Linked DNA regions of Gossypium arboreum: region 1 is linked to region 2. Evidence: chromatin contacts called from public Hi-C data. All regions are on one chromosome and are shown on one strand. Each heading gives the region's core, a stretch centred on a gene start, on an enhancer-like site or on the middle of the called end of the contact. The rest is flanking DNA. Distances are from core to core; before and after follow the strand shown.

Region 1 (4,523 bases), core at 1,331-3,830, 250 kb after region 2:
ACATATGTAAATCAATGCATAGGTATAAAATATCAAAGTGACACGATTGTTCGTTTTCATAAATACTAATGTATCATTAGAAGATAATATTTTATAAAATATCATGAACCCATAAATTTAACTTAATAAGAGCTAATGAGGCTTTGACATTATTGGTAAAAATTGAGGTGTTGGGTCATTGAGTACTACCATGCCCAATTGCCATGTGTGAGTCTTCATTCCACCATGTATGGGTTTTGTCCAATATATTCAAGTTGTTCGTTTGTTTATGCTTTGTGTTGGTTTGATTATGCTTTGTAGTTGTTTGGACCTATATTTATAATTAGATTAGTATACTTATGATTGTAGTCTTTAAAAAGTACTTACTTAATAAGAATAGCTAACTACAATTTCTTTTAGTTTTTAAAAAAAAACCTAACTACATCCCTTTTGAATAACAAATATTTACAACGACTTATAATTTACAAGAATTTAATATTGGTTAAAATATGTTCTATGTCCATGTATTTTTTGTACAATTGAAATTTAGTCTCTCAACTTTTAAATTTCAAAATTCATGTTCAATTGTTAACACCGATTAAAATTTTTCTATTAAATTCATTGGTATGACATTCTAAATAAAGAAAAAAAAAACTCACTTAGTAGTTATGTGATAGAAAAATGACATTATAATGAACCTGAATTTAATAAAAGAGTTTTAACAAATTTAATAATTGGGCTTGCATTTTGAATCCAAAGAATAAAGGGACGAAATTCTTTGAAATAAAAGTTGAAAAATTAAATTTTAAATATACAATAGGGTAAATTACACCATTAATCACTAAACTATGAGAAGTTCTCGTTTTGATCTTTTAGTTATAAAAAAAAAGTTATAATTTGGTCACTAAACTATTCAAAATTCATTAAAGTTACTGAACTATTCAAAAGTTTTTTTTATTTAAGTCATTGGGCTGTTAAGTTTTTTTAGAAAAAAATAGTTCCGACAATGAGCTTCAAGCAACGATTCAATGATCGATATGATGGATTAGTACCCATCAACAAGTAGAAGAGCATACCTTAGATCTAAGTCGACTTGACAGTTAGTGTTGGAGCTCGGAGAAAATTTTGTTTGAATTTTGGTTCATAGATCCATGACGTCCAAAGCTGTTTTATGAAAAAAAAAATTGAACTGTAGAGGAGAAGGGGAAAGCGAGCTTTCGATTGGTGCAAACAGTGTGAACAATGAAAATTATATAGCACCGATTTTAACAGCCTAATGATTTTAATAAAAACTTTTGAATAATTCAGTGACCAAATTGTAAATTTTTTAATTAAATTATCAAATAAAAATTTTATCCATAATTTAGTGAATAATACTGTAATTTAGTTAGAATAAATGTGTAAAGAATGTTTTAACCTTTAATATTAACCAAAAACATGAGGGGGAAGAAGGACAAGGTAACACATGTAAAAACAAAAGGAATGTTGGGCCATTCTTCCTTCACGTGGACGATGTACTACGACGAGAAGTCATGTGCTTCATTTTTGGGGATTTCAAAAGGATAAGGTTACCCTCCATCTTTCTCCACAATAAAACCATTTAACTCCTAGACACTGATTGAAGATATGGATATGGGTTTCGACTTTCAATTCATTAATAACTATACAAGGTATGTAATTTTCTTTTATATAGACAGGGTTCGTAATCTATATACTCAATCAAATTCGTCGGCATTAACAAACAATTCAAAAATCACTTATGAAAAAATATTTAGTACTCAATATTTTAGACTACATAAACTATAATAAAATAATTAGTATATCTATCAAATATTAATCCTAAATATTATTATAATAATTGATGTTTTCATATTTTTATATAAAATATTTAAATAAAACAGTTACAATTTTTTTGTTTAAAATAAATCAAACATCTAATAATTCAACAGAAATTAATAAATATTTGTACCTAAAATTTTCATTACTTCACTTATAGTCTAATTGATAAAAATAACTGAAAACACAATCAGCACGAGAATATTTTTATTTTATATATTTCATATAAAATTAATAAAAATTATATAATAAGATTTGAATAAAAACTAATATTTTTTAAAAAGCGAATTGATAGTCTAAATGATCGACGAGTAGTTGTTCGTCTAATTGATTCGTCGATCTAATCAATTTAATTGATTCAATTAAAAAATTACTAAAACTAAAAATAAACAAATTTGATTTAATGGATTCAACTAATCCTTATTAGTTCCCAAATCAATTAATTCAAAATCTCTTTTCGAATCGATATTCTGATCAATCTGATCAACCCATTGAATTCGACTCAAACAATATTATTGATTACATAATATTTAACTTTTAAAATTTACTATTTCAACAAAACACTTATTTAATTTTTACCTACACTTTCAATAAATATATTTTTACAAAATTATTTCCATTTACGTCACATATGTACCAATTAATAAAACATATATAATTTTTGTATTTTTAATCGTGCTAAATAACAGTAAAATATTAGGAAGATTAAGGCCAAACATGTCCAAAAGAAAATTTAATAAAATAATCCATCTCGAAAAATGTAGCCACGTGATATGAATAACAGTTCCTCAAGTAGCAAGTTTGAAGTAGGGAGCAGGTTATCTGCACTGCACCACGTTTCGAACAGCCCAACAAGAAAAATCACCCCAACCCATCAGATCCCAAACAGCGGTTCGGTTCCTCCCTTGGAATGGAACACTTCTAGATCTACTCCTTGGAACAAGTTATGAAAATGGCTATATCTCTTGTACTGAGTCGACTCATTCTCTTCCTCACTCTCACCTACTTTGCAGCCGTCTCATCATCTACTACGACCTCAACAACTCTAAAACGGCACTCTGGGTTTCTCTACTCTAGAACCCGAGAAAAATGCACTCCTCAGTAAGCCCTTTCTCTCTCTTAAAACCATAAAGAATATCAATATGCTTATCTGTTTCGGTATTTCTCACAGTTACCCAGAAACCAAACAGTTTTTAAGAAAGTGTTTTCTTTTAATATTGTCTCGGTGAGTTATGGCACCGAGTTGAGTTGGGGGGATGCGAAATGTTGAGAGCTTTACTTATCCGCAGGTTCTGGAGCAGCAGGAGAGAGGCGTGGCCAAGGATGGTCCCACAGGGATCAACGGTATCGAACGTGTTCGGGTCGAGAGCGAGTGAGCGGTACAGATCGGATATGACATTGTTGGAATCAAGGGCTGTGAATGAAGAAGGGAACGTGTTCAATGAGCTGCTGAAGCAGGCGAGTGCTGCATTGCTGAACTCGTATGCGAGGAAAGGGTTCCCTTACTCGGCATGGGAAGTGAAGACTCTGATGATTCAAGGGTTGGTCTCGGAACATGCCGCAGCACGCCTAACCAGACGCTTTTCCGTTGCCAATGATGCTTGTATTTAGTAGTATTCGGGTTGATACTAGCTTAAAAGGCGATAGGAGAAGCTAGTTTTGCTTGAAGCACTACGACTCTGTTCTTTTTATTTTTAGTTTGTCAATTTGGTAGATTATCGCAAATTAAATGTGAATTCGATGAAAGATATTTCTCATTGGTCCTTTTAGGTGCTCATGCATGTCGAGGTATTGAAGGATTATTGGGAACTTAATAATACTGGTGTACTGTGTTGATTCTTCCAGCTTCCCTTGACCCAAAATCAGCTTTATTCTTCATGTTTTTGCTTAAATCTCATGGTGCATATGGTTTCTTCTAATACATTTTTCTTCATTTCGTATTGCAATCAGTGAGGGGCCTGGCAGGGTCCTAGTAATCTCCTGGAGCCGGCATTGCTGTGCTCACTGGGACTGCGAGTAGAGAGAGTGGAAATGGCGAGAGCTATTGTTTGGTAGTAGCAGAAATGTTCAAGGGAAATTGGGGGGAGGGCTGATGACGGGATTTGGGCCATTAAGGCCCCCTTATTAGTGTCGAAAAATTAGATGATGGCTGGTCGTTTACTCTTGTAAAGCCCGTCATGATGTTAACAAACAGTGCAGGATTGGACCTGTTGACGTAAAAAAATGGTATAACCCTAAAAGCCAAATTATTTCTCATGCTTTCATGCACATTTATGCAAGGAAATGCAAATTAAACCAGGTCTTGAAGAACCTATGCATTGTTAGCCTGTTCTCTTTTAAAGGAATCTTGAAGAATCCATGCACACAAAAGATTTGTTCCATGACCGAGTCATCTCATCAAATATAATTATAACTACAATACAAATGACAAGTAAATATATGTTGGATCAATTAGAAGTAGATTCAACTCCATACAAAGTACAACGGATTGAAAATGTGAATATACCCAAGTAGGATCTATATATGGTGATATTTAGATCCAAAATAATTTGGGAAAAAACTCACACATAACGTTCATACATTGTAAGACTAGCATGTAAGACTAGAAATTAGGCATTCAAGATCTCAAAACTAAGTTTTTGCTTATACAATCAGTGTCTCATTAGTATATTGCTTTGATTTTAAATCCATATCAAGGCATCCAAATA
Region 2 (4,454 bases), core at 769-3,268:
GAACCCAACAAAAAGGGCTACTCAAAATCAAACCCCTACATTCAACAAAATATTCAAACCTATTACATAAACCAAATACACAAATAGTAGACAATGAACAATTCTAACCATAACACCATATGGCATTTAATTTCTCAAAAGTGCTACACAAAACCAAACTTCACCTTTCTTTAAATTCATTGGTAACCTCAATAGTTTTTCAATATACACAATTCATCTTTTTCAAGCAGGTTAACCATTCTTAATATGAGCTTCTCTAACCATTTCATTTCAAACGCATATTTGCTTTCATCAACTCTAAAAATTTTGTTTTCCTTGACATGAAATGATAAACAAGAAAGTATAAGTAGTGACCTCAATCTTTCTTCACCATCAGCCTAAACTCCATAAAATTAAAAAGAAATGTTAGTTGGTTTGTTATTATCGATAAATGAATAAGAGCACTTAGAGAATTCTTCATACCAGATCTAGAATAAGGGTCTTTAGATTAAGATCATTATGTAGAAACTCCACAAGCCACGCCCCTTTCCGATAAGGATGGTAACTAAATACCTTTGGAAAAATGAAGTTAAAACTCTACATCAGACCTAAGGACTGCACAAACTAAAATAGAAGTAACTAAATGCCCTTGGTTAGATATTATGAAATTAAGAGTTAGTGGTAAAATAAAAGCAACTAAATACCCTTGTTTTAATATTCTGTTCTCTGCATTTTGGCTGCAGCCATTCTTAGAAGAAATTAACAGGACCGGTGGAAATTAAAAAAAAAAAAAAAATCAGATGCAATCAATGGTATAAATGAACACCCAAGGTTCCAACACCAGGAAACATGTATACTATGAAACATCAATTCTATAGACTCAATCAATGGTATATGTGAAACATATAGTAAAAAAATATTATACATATCAAACCTTAGAAAGATCAACAGAGTTTAGAATCAATAATTTACAGCGAACAAATTACTGTTTTAAGCACACAAAGCCCATTAAAGCATTAACAGCTTCAGCTAAAATTACATAATTCGACGCCATACCATACACTAAACTAAAACAAAGATCATGTGAATCCAAAATGATAGTAAGTTTAAGTTAGTAGACACCAAACGGAGTTTCTAAGCAAGCCAAAGGGCATTAAAACCAGAACCAAGACAATAAAATAAAATACCCAGTAAAAGAAGAAAACCCAAAAATGCAAAATAGAAACCCTTCCTAGAAATTAATTAGATAGTGAACGTATAGAAGGCGAAAGAGAGTTTTATCTGAAATCCCCATTTCATTTTCCTCTTAAAACCTGTACACATTTAGGGCATTTGAAATTTGGGTCCGAATTAAAACTTAATAGTTCTTGGATCCTGCGAGACGACCCGAAAAATGCTTCATTTCTTTTTTCAATGGATTAAGCTATCAAGAATTTCCAATTTTGTCAATATATTGAAGAGAAAAAGAGTTGAAGAAGAAGAGAAAATGCAGATGGGGTTCGGAGAAAATGGGATTAAAAAAATGTTTAAATTGATAAGTTGGGAATTTGTTGATATTACAGTGGAAGGAAGAAGCACGAAAAAGAAAGGAAAAGATTTCAGACGTGCGAAAGAAAGGATAATGGCGAGGGTAGAATTGAAAGCTTTAGCTAATTTCTTACCCACCCATTTCCTGAATCATCATTCTGTGGGGAGACCACCGAATGGTAAACAACATTTTTGCCCTGAATAAGCCCGTATGGAATAGGGCTATAATAGCTTATTACAGCCAACCAAATAAACCAATTACAGCCAACCAAATAATGGTTTAGTGATGGTTTAGTGATGTGCCTACTGAATTGAGCTGTAATGCGTTGGTATTACAGCCAACTAAACATGCTCATAGATTAATTCCATTGGTGTATGTTTGTCATTTGTCTTTGCCATTTTCTAGAATTGTTTCCTTCCATAACTAAAACCTGTAAGTAAAGCAATATACAGATTTAAAAAGTAGAAATAGTAACCGAAAAATACGTCATTCAAAACTATTTTAATGAACATTGTTTGTAAAGGAATTATGTTAAAAAATTAATAATGTATGGTTCAAATATTAGCGTAACAAAAGGTGATATGAAATTAGAGAAGAAAATAGGGTAGACGCTTTGTTTTTTTTTGTTTTTTTTTTTTTAACAATTCTTAACTTTTGGCTTCATCTTTTGCAAGTTAGGTATTTATAGCCATATGCTGTCGATATTATATTATTAATTGTAGACGTTAAAGTTAATATATTTTTATTTATCATATAAATAAATTTCAAAACAATTATTCATTATATGAATAATGCACAATATTTATAGTGGTATTTTTAATACTTTAAGAAGTCAAATGCTTTTAACATGGAAAATATACAATTTAGCACTTAAATTTATCATTCACCTAATTTTGCATCCACCAATAGGTAATTGTGATATAAGTTTTAATTTTAACTTTTAAGAAATGCACCCTTCAAAACTATTTTAATGACTGGAAAATGAATCAATAAATAATACTATTTATACAATATATTATGCTATGCCTACAATTAAGGGATTATCTATTCACAAATAAATATGGTAACTGATGAAATATATATATATATATTATAATGAAACATACCAGAATTAGATATAAAATTTGATTTTTTAAGAACTGTATTTCTAAATAATTAATTTAACCAAATTTTTTTTCCTATAATTATGTTCCGATTATAGTCCCAATATATGAAAACAATTTTTTATTGTATAAATATATACATAAATTAACGATTCCGGTTAATAGTTTCTTATATGAAAATATTTTTTATTCTGGTTTATAGATATAAATTAACGATTTTAGTCCCAACTTTGAACAACCAAATATTTTTTTCTACAATTACGTCCCGATTCTAGTCCCAATATATGAAAATAATTTTTGATTCTGGTTAATAGTTTCTTATATGCATATACAATATACAGGCATAAATATGGTCAAAAGAATTTATTGTATATATCAGCCTAATTTTATATATATATGCATATATATAGTCAGTGCTTTTATTTTAACAATAAATATATATACATATGCATAAATATATGTATAAAGTTTCTTACCATATTCTTTTATTCATTGAGTTAACTATTGCTTTTTAATGACATTTTTAAATATAATAAATAATTACTCATGACAAACATTTATAGTGACAAATGGCATGTTCTTAGATGTGCAACATAGGAATTGTTTCTTTTTATTATATCCTAAAATTGCTATAGTATATTTGATTAGATTCCCCCAAAGAAAATAAGCCGCAAAGAGGGCAGGAACCTGGTAATCAGAAAAAAAAAAAAAAAAAGGATCACCATGACTCCAACTTTGAACAACCAAATATAATGATGTACCCAAGTCCCAACTTTTTTCCCACAAAAGTTCAGCAAAGCTTTCAAACTAGAAACTATAAAAGCAATTGTTCAATATGATCCAAACTCAAAATCCAACATAAGTCAGGCAGCCCTTCGTGGTTTTCAAATGGAAAGATAATATGATGAAATTCCCCCAATTGCTTTACATCTTGTAAGGACAAACTACCATCCTCATGAATAACACATGAACCTAAAAGCCCTCTTTGTTTTTCTTTATTCTCTCCTTAATTTCAATGTTAAACTGAAAAGATGCCCACAGAGGGAAAAAGGTGTAATAAAGACAAATAGGCACACTTTCAAAGTGTAAACAGTTTAGGATTTGTGATTTTTCACCATGTCATCGACATCCAGCTCTACTTCCAACACCGGAGAATCCTTTCGCATACTGTAATGACTGTTAGAGGAACATGGAATTTTCAGCACAATCATCAAAAAGTAGAACTTTTACCTAATGTGAAATCTATGGTTTTAGTTAAATAATTACTATAGAGCAGTTACCTGTTCTGAACAGGACCATGATCAACAGCTGTTCGCAGACAATATATAACTCGGCCAACTATGCCAGTCATGGGAACTGGACCAAATAACCGACTATCCTTGGCTTCCTATAGTCTCAAATGAAGAAAAAAAAAAAAACAAAAGAAGACAGAATAGTGGAGAACATGGATCAGATTCTTCACAGCAATGTATAAAAAGTTAAATTAATGTTAGTTATTCATTAATTAGAATGGTAGAAGAAATAAGCATGTGGCAGCTAACAAGCAGCCTTTAGAGTCAAATTTATGAACTAGATTACTGTTTCTCTTTTATTGATTTGTACAACAATAGCAATTGGAACTTGTTTTGGTTGTATTACTAACATTTAATACCTTGGGCTTCAATTTTTCATTGTCAGCCAATACCCAGCACTGGTCCTTTTCAAGAACAAATGGCTCATCTTTTTCATCCTTAGACACCATTTCATATCCTTCAGTGGCAGCCAATCTTCTGACCAGATAGTTATCAGAATCGTCAGGGTCCTTCATGACAATGACATCCCCAACAAAAACTCGACTGTCCAGA

What was found. A called contact is a pair of places that touch in the nucleus more often than the background predicts.
Region 1: a contact with region 2 is called in a Hi-C map of leaf, with 4 times the contacts expected there. The contact joins the promoter of LOC108480942 here to the promoter of LOC108484584 in region 2. A contact is called at or near these places in 2 of 5 Hi-C or Micro-C datasets (both in leaf).

Annotation. Positions count from the first base shown.
Region 1 is chr7:66,364,383-66,368,905 of ASM2569848v2, forward strand. LOC108480942 reads left to right here and starts at 2,581. Exons shown (of 2, transcript XM_017784095.2): 1 at 2,581-2,916; 2 at 3,105-3,659. The coding sequence starts at 2,762. The coding sequence ends at 3,426.
Region 2 is chr7:66,118,416-66,122,869 of ASM2569848v2, forward strand. LOC108484584 reads right to left here and starts at 2,019. Exons shown (of 4, transcript XM_053030991.1): 1 at 1,938-2,019; 2 at 1,641-1,822; 3 at 463-552; 4 at 1-377. The coding sequence starts at 2,019. The coding sequence ends at 189. It overlaps LOC108467967, which reads right to left. Exons shown (of 5, transcript XM_017768815.2): 3 at 4,262-4,445; 4 at 3,891-3,997; 5 at 3,315-3,786. The coding sequence ends at 3,705.